Regions from separate parts of the Sus scrofa genome. Here region 1 is linked to region 2. Evidence: chromatin contacts called from public Hi-C data. All regions are on one chromosome and are shown on one strand. Each heading gives the region's core, a stretch centred on a gene start, on an enhancer-like site or on the middle of the called end of the contact. The rest is flanking DNA. Distances are from core to core; before and after follow the strand shown. Region 1 holds the start of NUDT2 (nudix hydrolase 2). Region 2 holds the start of RPP25L (ribonuclease P protein subunit p25-like protein).

Evidence for each region. A called contact is a pair of places that touch in the nucleus more often than the background predicts.
Region 1: a contact with region 2 is called in a Hi-C map of alveolar macrophages, with 2.7 times the contacts expected there. The contact joins the promoter of NUDT2 here to the promoter of RPP25L in region 2. A contact is called at or near these places in 2 of 5 promoter capture datasets (fetal liver and liver), 7 of 47 Hi-C or Micro-C datasets (alveolar macrophages, brain, embryonic fibroblasts and 3 more) and 2 of 2 datasets of contacts at active chromatin or transcription factors (alveolar macrophages and skeletal muscle).

What each region holds. Positions count from the first base shown.
Region 1 is chr10:32,462,205-32,468,861 of Sscrofa11.1, forward strand. NUDT2 (nudix hydrolase 2) reads right to left here and starts at 4,631. Exons shown (of 4, transcript NM_214309.2): 1 at 4,548-4,631; 2 at 580-679. The region is part of intron 2 of KIF24 (kinesin-like protein KIF24); the gene reads left to right.
Region 2 is chr10:32,184,509-32,191,597 of Sscrofa11.1, forward strand. It overlaps RPP25L (ribonuclease P protein subunit p25-like protein), which reads left to right and starts at 4,674. Exons shown (of 2, transcript XM_003130658.4): 1 at 4,674-4,770; 2 at 5,545-6,921. The coding sequence starts at 5,579. The coding sequence ends at 6,070. ARID3C (AT-rich interactive domain-containing protein 3C) reads left to right here. Exons shown (of 12, transcript XM_021064675.1): 9 at 1-605; 10 at 1,537-1,595; 11 at 2,191-2,250; 12 at 2,422-2,731. It overlaps DCTN3 (dynactin subunit 3), which reads left to right. Exons shown (of 6, transcript XR_002336315.1): 3 at 1-605; 4 at 1,537-1,595; 5 at 2,191-2,250; 6 at 2,422-2,731.

The DNA of each region.
Region 1 (6,657 bases), core at 3,381-5,880, 280 kb after region 2:
CCCAGAAGTCTGCCCAGGCCAATCCACTGCAAGAAGGAAGGGCAATTTTGCCTGCCCACAAGCTGCTCTGTAACTGAGCAGCTTTCTTTCCCCTCCCACTTCAGAATGGTCTTTTCTGTTTTTTTGTTTGTTTATTTGTTTTGGTCTTTTCTAGGGCTGAACCCGCGGCATATGGAGGTTCCCAGGCTAGGGGTCTAATTGGAGCTGCAGCCGCCGGCCTATACCACAGCCAACAGGGGATCCAAGCCGAGTCTGCAACCTACACCACAGCTTATGGAAACGCCGGATCCTTAACCCACTGAGCGAGGCCGGGGATCGAACCCGCAACCTCATGGTTCCTAGTCAGAGTTGTTAACCACTAAGCCATGATGGGAACTCCTGGTCTTTTCTTCAATTCTCCAACTCCCTTCTTCCCTTTCAAAGGAGTGGACAAATGAGGCACCCATCGCTGAATAAAGCTCTCTCTTATAACAACAACAGAAAGAGAAAAAATTTAAAATGGCAGAAAAGGAAACAACAAAGCCCCCAACTACCATAAACTGAACAAACTGAGACAAAGAAAATCTCCCTCAACTGTACCTTTCCCTGGATATCTGCCACTCTCTTGTCTCAGTGACCAAGCTGCTGAGTCATCTTGCTATCTTTGCTATTTGGCAAGGGAGGAAACAGGAGATTTCACCTGTAAGGACATGAATATTGGTTTCCAGGATGAGGCCAAAGTCAGACAAGGTTGGGACAAAAATCATTTCCAGTGAAGGGGATCTGTTAAATGGCCTATTAGTGCCACCTGCTGTACAATTCTGGAAAGCAAACAAGGCGAATTCTAATATAGCCTGGAGGGATTTTTCTCATCTAATGTCTGTTGAGTGTGTCCTATGAAACAGGCAGTTTGACAGGGCTGAAGAGTAGATAGGAAGCTGAATACTAGTGCAAGTGGAAGATATTTAGACAAGTTCCCAGTGTGTCCTGTGCACCATAAGGGTATATGTAAAATGTAGAGGTAGCAAAGGAGAGATTATCTTTAGGTCAAGGGGTATCCCATAAGGATCTTGAGGGATGGCTAGGAGTTTACCAGGCAGAATAAAAGTGACAAGATGCACCCGAGGCCAAGGGAGGAGTGGAGCAAAGACCCTCAAGCACAAGATGACATTCCACTGATGAACAGTTTAGTTTCTATTCTGTAGGCAATGAGGAGCCTTTGACTGGTTTTAAGGCTATAATACGGTCATCTTGACATTTTACTTTCTGGCAGCAAGGAAAGTGGAGAACTAGAAGATTGAAGCCAAGGAGACCAAGATCAACAGCCCAGATGACAAATGATATAAAGAGTTAAGACAGAGGCAGTGAGAAAGGAGAAGAAGGGATGAATATGAGATCTTAAAGAGAAAATCAACACTATTTGATGTTTCATTGTCTAATGGAGATAGGTATTTGGTTTGAGAGACTAGGTAGAAGAGAAGTAGGAGTTGGGGAGTTCCCACTGTGGTACAATGGGATTGGCAGCATCTTGGGAGTGCTGGGACACAGGTTTGATCCCTGGCCTGGCACAGTAGATTAAGGATCTTGCGTTGCCACAGGGGTGGCTTAGGTCATGACTGTGGCTCAGATCTGATCCCTGACCCAGGAATTCTGTATGCCGTGGGGTGGCCAAAACTGAAAAAAAAAGGAGTAGGAGTTGCAGTCATGGCTAAGTGGTAACAAACCCGACTAGTATCCATGAGGATGAGGATGTAGGTTCAATCCCTGGCCCTGCTCAGTGGGTGAAGGATCTGGTGTTGCCAGGAGCTGTGGTGTAGGTTGCAGATTGGGCTCAGATCCTGTGTGCCTTGTGGCTATGGTGTAGGCCAGCAGCTGCAGCTCTGATTTGACCTCTAGCCTAGGAACTTCCATATGCTGCGGGTACGGCCCTAAAAAGCAACGACGATAACAACAAAAAGCAGGAGTAGAATGTAAGCAATTCTGTTTGGGACAAGTTGAATTTGAAGAGCATCTCTTCCTTTCCCAAGGTTGAAATTTCCTTGGGAGAAGAAAAGAGAAAGATATTGCTCCCACTGTAGGCACCTCTGCAGCCCACCTTCATCCAAAATCCTTATGGTATACCCCTTGACCTAAAGTCTGCCTGTATATCTGATATTCCATTCATCCTCTTTCCATTAGAAATGGCATGGCACAACACAGAAATGCATGGTTGGCTTTGCAGTGAGAAATATTTAGCTCCCTAACTTAACAGTGTGTTACTTTTGAGCAAAATACTTAGGTTCTCTAGTCCTCACTTTCCTCATTTGTAAAATGAGCAAATGAAAACCTATTCACAATTGTTGGTTTTTTGGTTTTGATTTTTTTAGGGCTGCATCCGTGGCATACGGAGGTTCCCAGGCTAGGGATCCAATCGGAGCTACATGTGCTGGCCACACCCACGGGCACAGCAATGCGGGATCCAGGCTGCATCTGTGACCTACACCACAAACATGTCAATGCAGTATCCTTAACCTGTTGAGCAAGGCCAGGGATCGAACCTGCAATCTCAGCCTAGCCGGATTAGTTTCCGCTGCACAACAGTAACTCCCTATCACGGCTGTTGTAGAATTTGAAATAAATTGGAGGGTCTGACATATCAGAAGTACTGAATATGAGTCACTCTTACTCCTGTATCACAAAAGGTCATCAGAAAGCTTCTCTATGTTATGTTTTAATGGCATGCTCTCTATTCTTATTGACAGCTGAATCAAGACATGGCTTTTCATATTTTTTGCAAAAGTGCCAGTGCTTATAGTTCCCTTTGTGGCTCAGCAGGTTACAAACCCGACTGGTATCCATAAGGATGTGGGTTTGATCCCTGGCCTCCATCAGTGGGTTAAGGATATGGCATTGCTGCAAACTGCGACATAGGTCGAAGATGTAGCTTGGATCTTGTGTTGCCATGGCTGTGGCGTGGGCCCCAGCTGAGGCTCCAATTCAACCCCTGGCAGGGGAAATTCTTTCTATATGCTGCAGGTGCGGCCAAAAAAAAAAAAAAAAAGTGCAGGTGAACACACTCTTCATCACACCATGTATATCCCTTATGTATAAGGTCCCATAAGATAAATTCCTTTTAATATAAGTACCAAGAAGAAATTTCACTCTTTTGAAGAATGGGTTGTTTCCTTAATTATTAGGTATTTAACTGCCGAGTTTTGAACTAAATTGGGTACTCATTTACAATAAATCTAATGGCCCCATCAGCTAGTATATTTTCTTGTTTCTCTTATGAAGATAATAGCTACCACTTTTTGAAGAATTAGTACTTGTCAGGCACTGTGCCAAGTGCTTTGCCTTCATTATTTCACTTAGTCTTCACCACAACCCTACATGGAGCTACTGTCAGTTTTCCGGAGAGCTAAAAGGAAACTATAGCCCAGAGGTACGTCTGGATAGTGACTTAAAAGTTGATCTGCGGAGTTCCCGTCGTGGCTCAGCGGTTAACGAGTTTGACTAGCATCCATGAGGATTCAGGTTTGATCCCTGGCCTTGCTCAGCGGGTTAAGAATCCCGCGTTGCCGTAAGCTGTGGTTTAAGTGGCAGATGCGGCTCAGATCTGGCATTGCAGTGCTTGTGGTGTAGGCCTGGCAGCTACAGCTCCGATTGGGCCCCTAGCCTGGGAATCTCTATATGCCGAAGCTGCGGCCCTAAAAAGCAAAAAAAAAAAAAAAAAAAAAAAAAAGGTAGATCTGCCTATCTCCCAACATCGTTCCCAACCTTGCTCTATACTAGCTGCATTTGGCTATTCCATTGCATTGAGTTTTAATTTTAATTTACCATTTTATTTTAATCTGCCATTTATATGTGTATACGTAGGTATTCGAACATATATATTTTTTTTCCTTAGGAAATATAACAAATACACAGAGTACGAAACAGGCCACAAGGGAAAAAGGAAGTTTTCTGTTCTATTTTGTTTTGGCTGTGCCCTTTGGCATATGAAAATTCCGGGCTGGAGATGAAACCCGCGCCACAGCAGTGACCCAAGCCTCTGCAGTAACAAAGCGGATCCTTAACCCGCTGAGCCACAAAAAAACTCCAGTAAGTTATGTTTTAGGTAGTGGGACTCTCGGGTGACTTTACTTCTGCTATAATTACAATATTATCGATTCAATAAATGAAGTAATTAGAAAATATAAAACCTCTTTTGGAAAGTAGGCAGGGTTTAAAGGGTAACAACAAAGTTAAAACTGAGGTCCAGGGAGGAGAAGGTATGGCGCTCGGATCGCTGGGCCCTAAACACAGAACTCCGGGATTCTGAAGACCCACTCGATCACCATTTACATGAGGCTAAGCAAGGCTCGCGGGGCCATTGATCTCTCCCTTCTCCCTGCGCATATAAGAAAACTGAGATCCTGCGAACTGCGGGGGCCTGGCCTGCACACGCCACACTGTCAGCTTGGAGGAGAGCACGTCCATCTTTGACCGTGCAGCCACAGGAAGTTATTCAGCTGCAGGTTCTCATTGCCCTGAGCCTCAGTTTCTCCGCGGAGAACTAAAGCCAAGGATCCCTCTCTAAGGCTACTCACCCGAAGCAGAAAAAGGCAGAAGGCGGGCCCTGGACAGAGACTGGGGTGCACCCACCAATCCGGAGAGCTCGGCTGCGCTCTGGGCAACCAACAGCTCTGGGGCAAAAAGATGGGAACCCGCCTCAAAGGCTCCAGTTTTCTCTTTCAGAACATCGCGAGATTTTCACTTACGCGGAACCATTGGTTGAAAAGCGGAAATTGAGGGATACGCCCACTGCTTCATCGGGTCCTGATTGGTCTTCTAGAGGAGAGGGCGGCTCACGTTCCCGAGTACCCTGGATGCCCATTGGTGGAATGTGCGGGACTGCCGGCGCGCGGGCGTCGGCGCGGGCGTTCGAACCAGCGCTTGGCGGCGTTGCCATAGGGATGCGGCCTGGCCGCAGTCTCTAGCTCCGGAGCTGACAGTGCGCGTCGGTCGCCCGCCTAGGGGCTCTCACCTTTCGGTGTTGTCTTCTCTTGTCCTCAGACAGGGTTGACCGAGGAGGAATTTGGAAGCCTCCGAGGTGAGAAATGGCGAGGGAACACCGGGGCGGGGTGGCCTGGTCGGGAGCCTTGGTGCCTGCCCCGCGGGAGAAGGTCCGCAGGGCGCCCGCCGAGCGCGTGAGGAGGCGGGTGGTTGCAAGGGAACCGGGGATTGGCTTCTCTCGGGTGTCCGAACGTCCAGCGAACTCGCCTTTTTCCTGGCTTCTCCTGTGAAGCCTTTTCTGAGTCTCTTGCTTTGAACCCTTAACCCTAACTGGAACCTCTCTTAGAGCATTTTTGTTCCGCCTTAGGTTATTTGTGTACTTCCGCGAACCCCCGTTTCCTCTCTTGTCCCATCTAATTCAGAGGTCTTTGAGGCAAGGCAAGCAACTTTACATATGTAGATTTTTCAAGAAATATTTGTTGAGTTAAATTTAATTCACCTCAGATAGGTTGAATTCCTCTCTATTCCCTGCCGCATTTTTCCTTCCATACAGAGATTATTTTTTATTTTTATGGGTATGGGGGAGGACATCGTAATCTCATATTCAGCAGAACCTGAAAGTTCACGGTTGGCCTTTCCACTCTTTGTGAAAGGGAAAACTTTTGGATTACTTGCTACAATTCTTCCTTTCCGTCTTGTGGTTTTTAGTCTTGGTCTCCCAGTGTATTTTATCAGACTTTCTATTAGCCTTTATTAAAAAAAACAAAAAACAAAAAACAAAAAAACAAAAAAAACCCCCACCATTCTGGAGTTCCCGTCGTGGCTCAGTGGTTAACGAATCAGACTAGGAACCATAAGGTTGCATGTTCGATCCCTGGCCTTGCTCAGTGGGTTAAGGATCTGGCATTGTCGTGAGCTATGGTGTAGGTTGCAGACGAGGCTCGGATCCCGCGTGGCTGTGGCTGTGGCCGGCGGCTACAGCTCCGATTAGACCCCTAGCCTGGGAACCTCCATATGCCATGGGAGCAGCCCTAGAAAAGGCAAAAAGACAAAAAAACCCCAAAAAACCAAAACAAAACCATTCTGTTGTTGCTGTGATGCCAAGAGAGTTGATCTCAGTTTCTTAATGACCCACAGCTCTTGTGATATTTTAAATGTGTTTAGGAAAATGTTGTTGTTTTGTCTTTTTGCCATTTCTTTCTTTTTTTAAGAAAATTTTTATTACTCAAATGAATTTATCACATTTGTAGTTGTATAATGATCATAACAATCTGATTTTATCTTTTTGCCATTTCTTGGGCTGCTCCTGTGGCATATGGAGGTTCCCAGACCAGGGGTCCAATCGGAGCTGCAGCCACCGGCCTATGCCAGAGCCACAGCAACGCTGGATCCCAGCCGCGTCTGCAACCTACACCACAGCTCATGACAATGCTGGATCCTTAACCCACTGAGCAAGGCCAGGGTTCAAACCCGCAACCTCATGGTTCCTTGTCGGATTCGTTAACCACTGAGCCACGACAGGAACTCCAGGAAAATGTTTTAAACTTAAAAATTTTTGTACCCCAACACTTACTGAATGCTTACTGTGTACCAGGCACTGTGCTAGAGTCAAGGACTTGAATCTCACAAGATTTTTTTTTTTGTCCTCTGAATCGACAAAAAAAATCAACAATGACCTGCAGGTGCAGGATTACCCTTGTTTGC
Region 2 (7,089 bases), core at 3,424-5,923:
AAATTAAAACTTGGAGGAGTTCCCATTGTGGCTCAGCAGAAACAAATCATAGTATCCGTAAAGACACAGGTTCAATCCCTGGCCTCGCTCAATGGGTTAAGGATCTGGCGTTGCTGTGAGCTTTGGTGTAGGTTGTAGACACAGCTCGGATCTGGTGTAGCTGTGGCTGTGTTGTAGGCCAGCAGCTACAGCTCCAATTCAGCCCCTGGCCTGGGAACCTTCATGTGTTTCTGGCACAGCCCTTAAAAAAAAAAAAAAAAAAAAGACTACAAAACTTGGAGAAAGGTGGGATTTGAAGGAACTTAGAGGCTCCTGGGCTCAAGATAGGTCAGACCAGAGGCACCCAGGAGAGGTGGAGGCAGGATGAGGGGCTGTGCATGTAGAGAAGGGGTCAGTAGGCAGAGTGGCTCCCCCAAGCTCCAGGACCCACTGTGTCCCCTGCCTGGCCCTTGGCCTCTTGAATGGGAGTGGCCATGTTCAGGCTTGCCTCACTGCCACTGTCTTGTCTGTTTGTGTCTCAGAGGAGCAGTTTATCCTCTCCCAGGTCGCGCTCCTGGAGCAGGTGGAGGCCTTGGTGCCCATGCTGGACAGTGCTCACATCAAAGGTACCTCTCTGGGACTGCAGCCCCACTGCTCTACTTGGGGATGTGGGTGGATGGGCAGACTTCCCTGGGCTCAGTTTCACTCTGCTCCTAGTCTTCATGCTTACCCTGCATTAGGATTAAAATTGTCAGGGCGTAAAACTCAGTTTCAGAATCTCAGGCAATTTGGTCCTAAGGATACTTTTGTAAGCCCAGCAGCCCCCAACTCTGGGATTCTGTCTATCTTCTACTCCACCCCTCAGCATCTGTCCTGCAGGGTGCTGCAGAGGCCAGATTTTGCTGTAAGAGTCCCTGCCAGGTGTGTGAATGTGTGTGAATTCTTCCTGCCGCACTGCTGAGTGCAGTCCCTGGGCCTGGTTTTGACAAGCAGACAGTGGCTTTAATTGAATCCAGATATCCATCTTGTCTGTCTCTGGAGGTATTTTTCCCATCTCCCCCTCCCTACCCTGATCAGCTTCCTGCTGAGCATCTGACAGCCTTAAGCTGTAGGCCCAGCATGGTGGCTGAGGCTCTGGGTGTTGGATTCTAGGTGGCCAGCTTAGGGACCTGGCACTCATCCTCAGCCCACTTTCAGGCTCCCTATTCCCTGGATCAGGCAGACCTGAGAGCAAAGGAACAGATCCCATGATAATCAGGGCTTTCTTTACCTGGCCCTGCTCACAGCATTGGGGTGGGTGTAAGGGGCAACTCTGGGAACCCCAAGGATTGGTCTTCTAGAGATCTGTATCTTCCCTGCCCCTTTGGGTACTAGAGTGAGACTGGGGTGGGCAGAGAGAGCCCCCCCAACCCCCCTCCAGCTGCAGTGGTCGATGAAGCTGGCGTTTGTTTAGCTTCTCCACTCAATACTCTAATCCTGCCAAAGACCTAATAGACTATTGAGCAGTCCCGGGGGACGGCACAAGCATCATTGGGCAGTGTGCGTTGTGTTTTACAGCCGTTCCTGAGCATGCTGCCCGCCTGCAGCGCTTGGCCCAGATCCACATCCAGCAGCAGGTATGGGAGGGAGAGGACTGGAAGGGAAAGTAAAGGCAGTGAGGCTCCGAGTCCACACCCCAGCCTCCTGGGGATGCAGCCTTAGGCTCCCATAATGTCAGCTTCAGGGGAAACTTAGGGTGTATCCTTGGTCTTCCATCTGCCTTCAAGAGGGGAAGGGACTTGCCTAGGGCCACATGCAGGTCTCCTGCCTCACAGAGTAGGGCTATCCTGAGACACCAGGAGGTTGAAGTTGGGAGGTACCCAAGAATTCCTGGGGATGATGTGTCCTTGACCATGAGTGGAAGAGCTGTTTTTTCACTATTCTTAGGCCCTAGTATAAAGTTCAAAGGGGGTTCAGAACTAGGGGACAGGGGAGGAGGAGATAAATACTAGCAGGAATATTTCCTTAACTATGATTCCATTCCTCTCTGTCAGCCTTAGGACTGCAGTTAGATTACCCATCCCAGAGCCTGCAAGTGCCCCTTTAGAAATTTGCTCCTTGTGGCTCTGGGGTTAAACATCACCTTTTCTAGGCCCTCTGGGGAGTGGTGAGGCAGGAAATAGAAAGTGGGCTTTATCCAATGCCTTTCTCTGCCACTCCTTGGCCCCACAGGACCAGTGTGTGGAGATCACTGAGGAGTCCAAGGCTCTCCTGGAGGAATACAACAAGACTGTATCCTTTCTGCTGTCCAGAGTCCTATCCCCTTTTCTATTTCTGGCTCTGGCTCTCCCATCCCATCCCAACCAGCCTCTCTACTCCCCTGCTCCTCCACCCTTCCGACAGGTACAAAAATCTCTCCACTCCCTCTTTCAGACTCCTGTTCTCACCTTGACCTTCAATCAGACAATGCTTCTCTCCAAGCAGTTTGTGCAGTGGGATGAACTACTTTGCCAGCTAGAGGCTGCCAAGCAAGTGAAGCCAGCCGAGGAATGATGGCTGCTGCCCACCCCAGGTGGATCAGGACAACCAGGCTTCAAGCCCTGGGACAACCTGCCCTTGTAACAGGCAGAGCAGAGGCAGCTCTCTATTTATTGGATTCACACCCTACCTAGACAGGCTTAGGTGGGGCTCTTGCTACTTGAGATTTGCTATTTGCGCCCCTCCCCTCATCAGTGTCCTAGTCCAGTGACAATAAACTGTGGAGATCATTGAAGGAGTGTGCCAGCTTCCTGATCCAGGATGGGGGTGGTGGTGGGGATAAGGGTGGTGGAGGCCAGAGAGTGGCATCAGCCTTCCTAGTAGTTTGGACCAAGAGCTATACTCATTAGTCTGGCTTTCTGGGAAATGTAGAGCTCTCATGACAAATGCTCTCATTTGCTTGATGTGAGTGGACATTCGTTTATGTGTCCATTTATCCCACATTTACCAAGTACACGCTAAATGTCAGATGCCAGAGTTACTCTTGTGGCGCCTAAGAAGTGAATCCGACTAGACCCTAAAAAGACAAAAAGACCAAAAAAATAAAAAGAGAGAGACATTGTTTGGAGTTCCCGTCGTGGTGCAGTGGTTAACAAATCTGACTAGGAACCATGAGGTTGTGGTTCGATCCCTGGCCTCGCTCAGTGGGTTAAGGATCTGGTGTTGCCATGAGCTGTGGTGTAGTTTGCCGATGCAGCTCGGATCTGGAATTGCTGTGGCTGTGGCTGTGGCCAGCAGCTACAGCTCTGATTAGACCCCTAGCCTGGGAACCTCCATATGCCAAAGGTGCAGCCCTAAAAAGACCAAAAAAAAAAAAAAAAAAAAAAAAAAGAAAAAGAAAAAGAGAGAGAGAGAATCCAACTAGTAACCAGGAGGTGGCAGGTTTGATCCTTGGCCTCGCTCAGTGGGTTAAGGATCTGGCACTGCCAAGAGCTGTGGTGTAGGTCGAAGATGTGGTTCAGATCTTGCGTTGCTGTGGCTGTGGACCAGAAGCTGTAGCTTGGATTGGACCCCTAGCCTGGGAATCTCCATATGCCACGCGTAGCCCTAAAAAGAAAAAAAAAAAAAAAAAAAAAAAAAATTAAAAAGGTCAGATGCCAACCAGGTGGGAAGGACACAGATAGGGTCCACCTGATCCCTACCCTTTACAGCCTAGCTAGGGAGACAGTCAAGGAAAAGGGAAGGGGACCAGGTGGCACCAGGGTTCTTTGTGGCACAGAAGAAAAAGGAAAGTGGGGGACATCCCTGGAGGGTGATACACAGGGTCTTTGAGAGCCGAGGTTGCAGCATGTGCAAAGGCAGAGGGGAGCTTTTAAGTTTTTTTCTGGGGAGCCTACTTGGTGCTATACCGAGAAGGGGAGCCTAAAAGAGGTTTGGAGACGGGGATTTTAGTTGGGTGCGGGGGTGGTTGGAAAGGAGAAGGGGCAGGTTGGAGCCGAGAAACAGTGGCACTTCACTCCACCAAGTGTTTGCTGCCCCCTTGTGGTCTCAGGGACTGCTGTGCCTCCAGGCCCCTTTCATCCGCCGCCGGCCTTCCACCCCACCCGCGCGGTCTCGTTGGCATTTCGAATTGAGCTCGTCTGATACTGGGAGTCATCCTAGACTCTTCCCTCTTTCTCCGTCGGAACAGTCGCCAAACCTACTTCCTGTTATCTTCCAAATGAATCTACTTCTCCCCATTACTCTGCCATTTCTCTAGTTCATTCTTTCAACAAATAATTTAACAAATATTTGAGCCCTATCATACGCTGGTCCATGTGGACACGCCCCCGGGAGTCACCAGCGGATGCGGCCGGTCCCCGCTCCCTTCTGCGCTGCGGCCAGAGTGAGCTGTGCCAAAAAGATCTGGTTTGACCTGCGCCTGATGAAACCTCCCCGTGATACGCCAGTGTCCACAAGATGAGGTCTAGACTCAGAACTCTGTGACCAAAGTTCTTGTCCCCGCAGCAGCAGCCCCCCTCTTGCTCCCGTCCGAAGTGAAACCCGCTGCTCTGCCTTTGTTACTGCACTGTGTTCAACAGAGGTCAAATCCTTCACTTCCTTCCGACGGGAGACGACTCCTAATACCCTCATGCCACCGGCCCTCGCGTCGCGGCTGGGCTCATACCCACAAGCTGCCGTCGCGGCCGCTCTCAGTTTGTGGGCAGAGTCGCCTCTGGTCCTGTCTCCTGAGGCCCCGCCCCGTCCGGCGTGCGCGGCCCCGCGGCCTCGGCGCGCCCCCGTCCCGCGCCATTTTGGACTAGGAGCGAAGTGGTAGAGTGCGTGGCTGCTGTGGTGAGAGCTAGAACCCAGCGGGGTGAGGGCGCCCGGAGTCGGGGGCAGGAGAGGGGAGGCCGGCTGCTGGGCCGCTGCGCCCGCCTGGACACTGGGAGCAGCCCGGGGCGGTGGCGGCCGCGGACCGGCCGCCAGGAGTAGCCCGAGCAGCCCTCCACGCTATCCCCGACTTACTGAGTGACCTGGGTTAGGGGAATCGACCCAGGGGATCTTTGGGCGAGGGATGCTCGGCCCTGTCCTGGAGGTCCTGGAGTTGGGGAGGGGGTCACTTCTGCCTTTGAGGAGCTTTTGGAAGAGGGGTCTGCCTTGGGGAGCTTGGGGTGTAGAGGCTTGGCCCTGCCCTCCGGGAGCACGAAGTGAGGGAACCTTGTCCTCGTCCCTCCTTGGAGAGTCCAGGGAGAGGAGCACAAAGTCTTGTTCTCAAGCAGCCTGGGCCGAGGGCCCCAGCCCTGTCCCAAGGCGCCCCAGATGAAGGAAGTTCGTTACCAGTGCTGGGCAGCTTGGGATGAGGGGGCTCGGCCAGTGGGGAATCTGGTCCTGTCTCTGGGACTGCGGGGGTCGGGGGAGGGTTATGGCTCTGTCCGGAGGAAGGGGATACAGCCCCCTGTCAGGGGGAGGCAGGCATCCCTGCTCTGGGGGTGAGGGGATGTGGTCCTGTTCCTGGGAAGTCTGGGTTGAGGAGCACAGCCATGTCCTAGGGAGCCAGGGATGGGGGGTGGGGTGGGGGATGGCCTGGGGCACCTTGCCTAGCATTCCTCTGACACCTCCCTGCAGCGGGCAGCAAGATTGAGACCCAGCAGCAAGCGAGATGGAGCACTACCGGAAAGCTGGCTCTGTGGAACTACCAGCACCTTCCCCAATGCCCCAGCTGCCTCCTGATACCCTGGAGATGCGAGTCCGAGATGGCAGCAAGATCCGCAACCTGCTGGGACTGGCGCTGGGGCGGTTGGAGGGTGGCAGCGCCCGGCATGTGGTCTTCTCAGGTTCTGGCCGGGCTGCCGGCAAGGCTGTCAGCTGTGCCGAGATCGTCAAACGGCGGGTACCAGGCCTGCACCAGCTCACCAAGCTGCGCTTCCTGCAAACAGAGGACAGCTGGGTGCCAACCTCACCTGACACTGGCCTAGATCCCCTCACAGTCCGCCGTCATGTGCCTGCGGTGTGGGTACTGCTCAGCCGGGACCCCTTGGACCCCAATGAGTGTGGCTATCAGCCCCCAGGGGCACCCCCTGGCCTGGGCCCCATGCCCAGCTCCAGCTGTGGCCCCCGACCCCGAAGAAGGGCACGAGACACCCGGTTCTGAGGACCTGCCAAGCAAGCTGTTCTCCAGGCCTGAATGTCTAGGATGGCTGTGCCTTCTTTGAGAAGCCCTGTAACTGCTCAACATCCCCATCTAGACTTGAGGTTACAGAAGTGGACCTCCCTGTCCTACTTCAACTTCCCTCTGGCTGGTGGAAAGGGACTGTGATGAAGAGTGACAGGTGTGGGGTCTCTGCTGAGTTCTGGATTGCTTAAGAGGAGCTTATTCTGCCTTCCACCTACAGTGACTCTGATCTACCTTCTGACAGAGGTCTGAGGAGTGGGTTAGGAAATAAAAGTTCTGCCCATTTGATAAGCCTCTGCTCGGCCTGCTGTGTGGAGGTGGGATTAGGGGAAGAGGAGTCCTTGCCCTTGACCCCCAGGAGCTCACAGGTGGGAGACAGGAAGGGTAGGCTCAGGTTGGTGCTGGAAGGATCTAGGGTTGATTAAAAAGCCTCAAGTGGTAACCTGTCTGTGTCTAAACCACTGGGTGGCTGACTGCTGCCTGTTTGAGGCTGGTTTAAAGACTCTCTACCAGGACAGACATTTTTCCTCATCTGTAGCATGTTGATATACTTCATTCTATTGCACGTCCCAAATACTGTGTTTTCTACAAAGTAAGTAAGGGTTTGTAGCAAGCCTGCATTGAGCAAGTCTGTTGGCGACATTTTTCCAACAGCATCTGCTCACTTTGAGTTTCTGTCACATTTTGGTAATTCTCACATTGCAAACTTTTTCATTGTTATGTTTGTTATAGTGATCTATGATAAGTGATCTTTAATGTTACTGTTATAACTCATTGAAGGCTGAGGTGATGGTTCAACTTTTTCTAGTAATAAAATGTTTTTATTTTTATTTCTTTGCTCTTTTTTAGGGCTGCACCTGTAGCACATTGAGGTTCCCAGGCTAGGGGTCGATTCAGAGCTGCAGCTGCCGGTCTACACCACAGCCACAACAATTCGAGATCCAAGCCTTGTCTTTGACCTACACCAGAGCTCACGGCAACTCTGGATCCTTAACTCA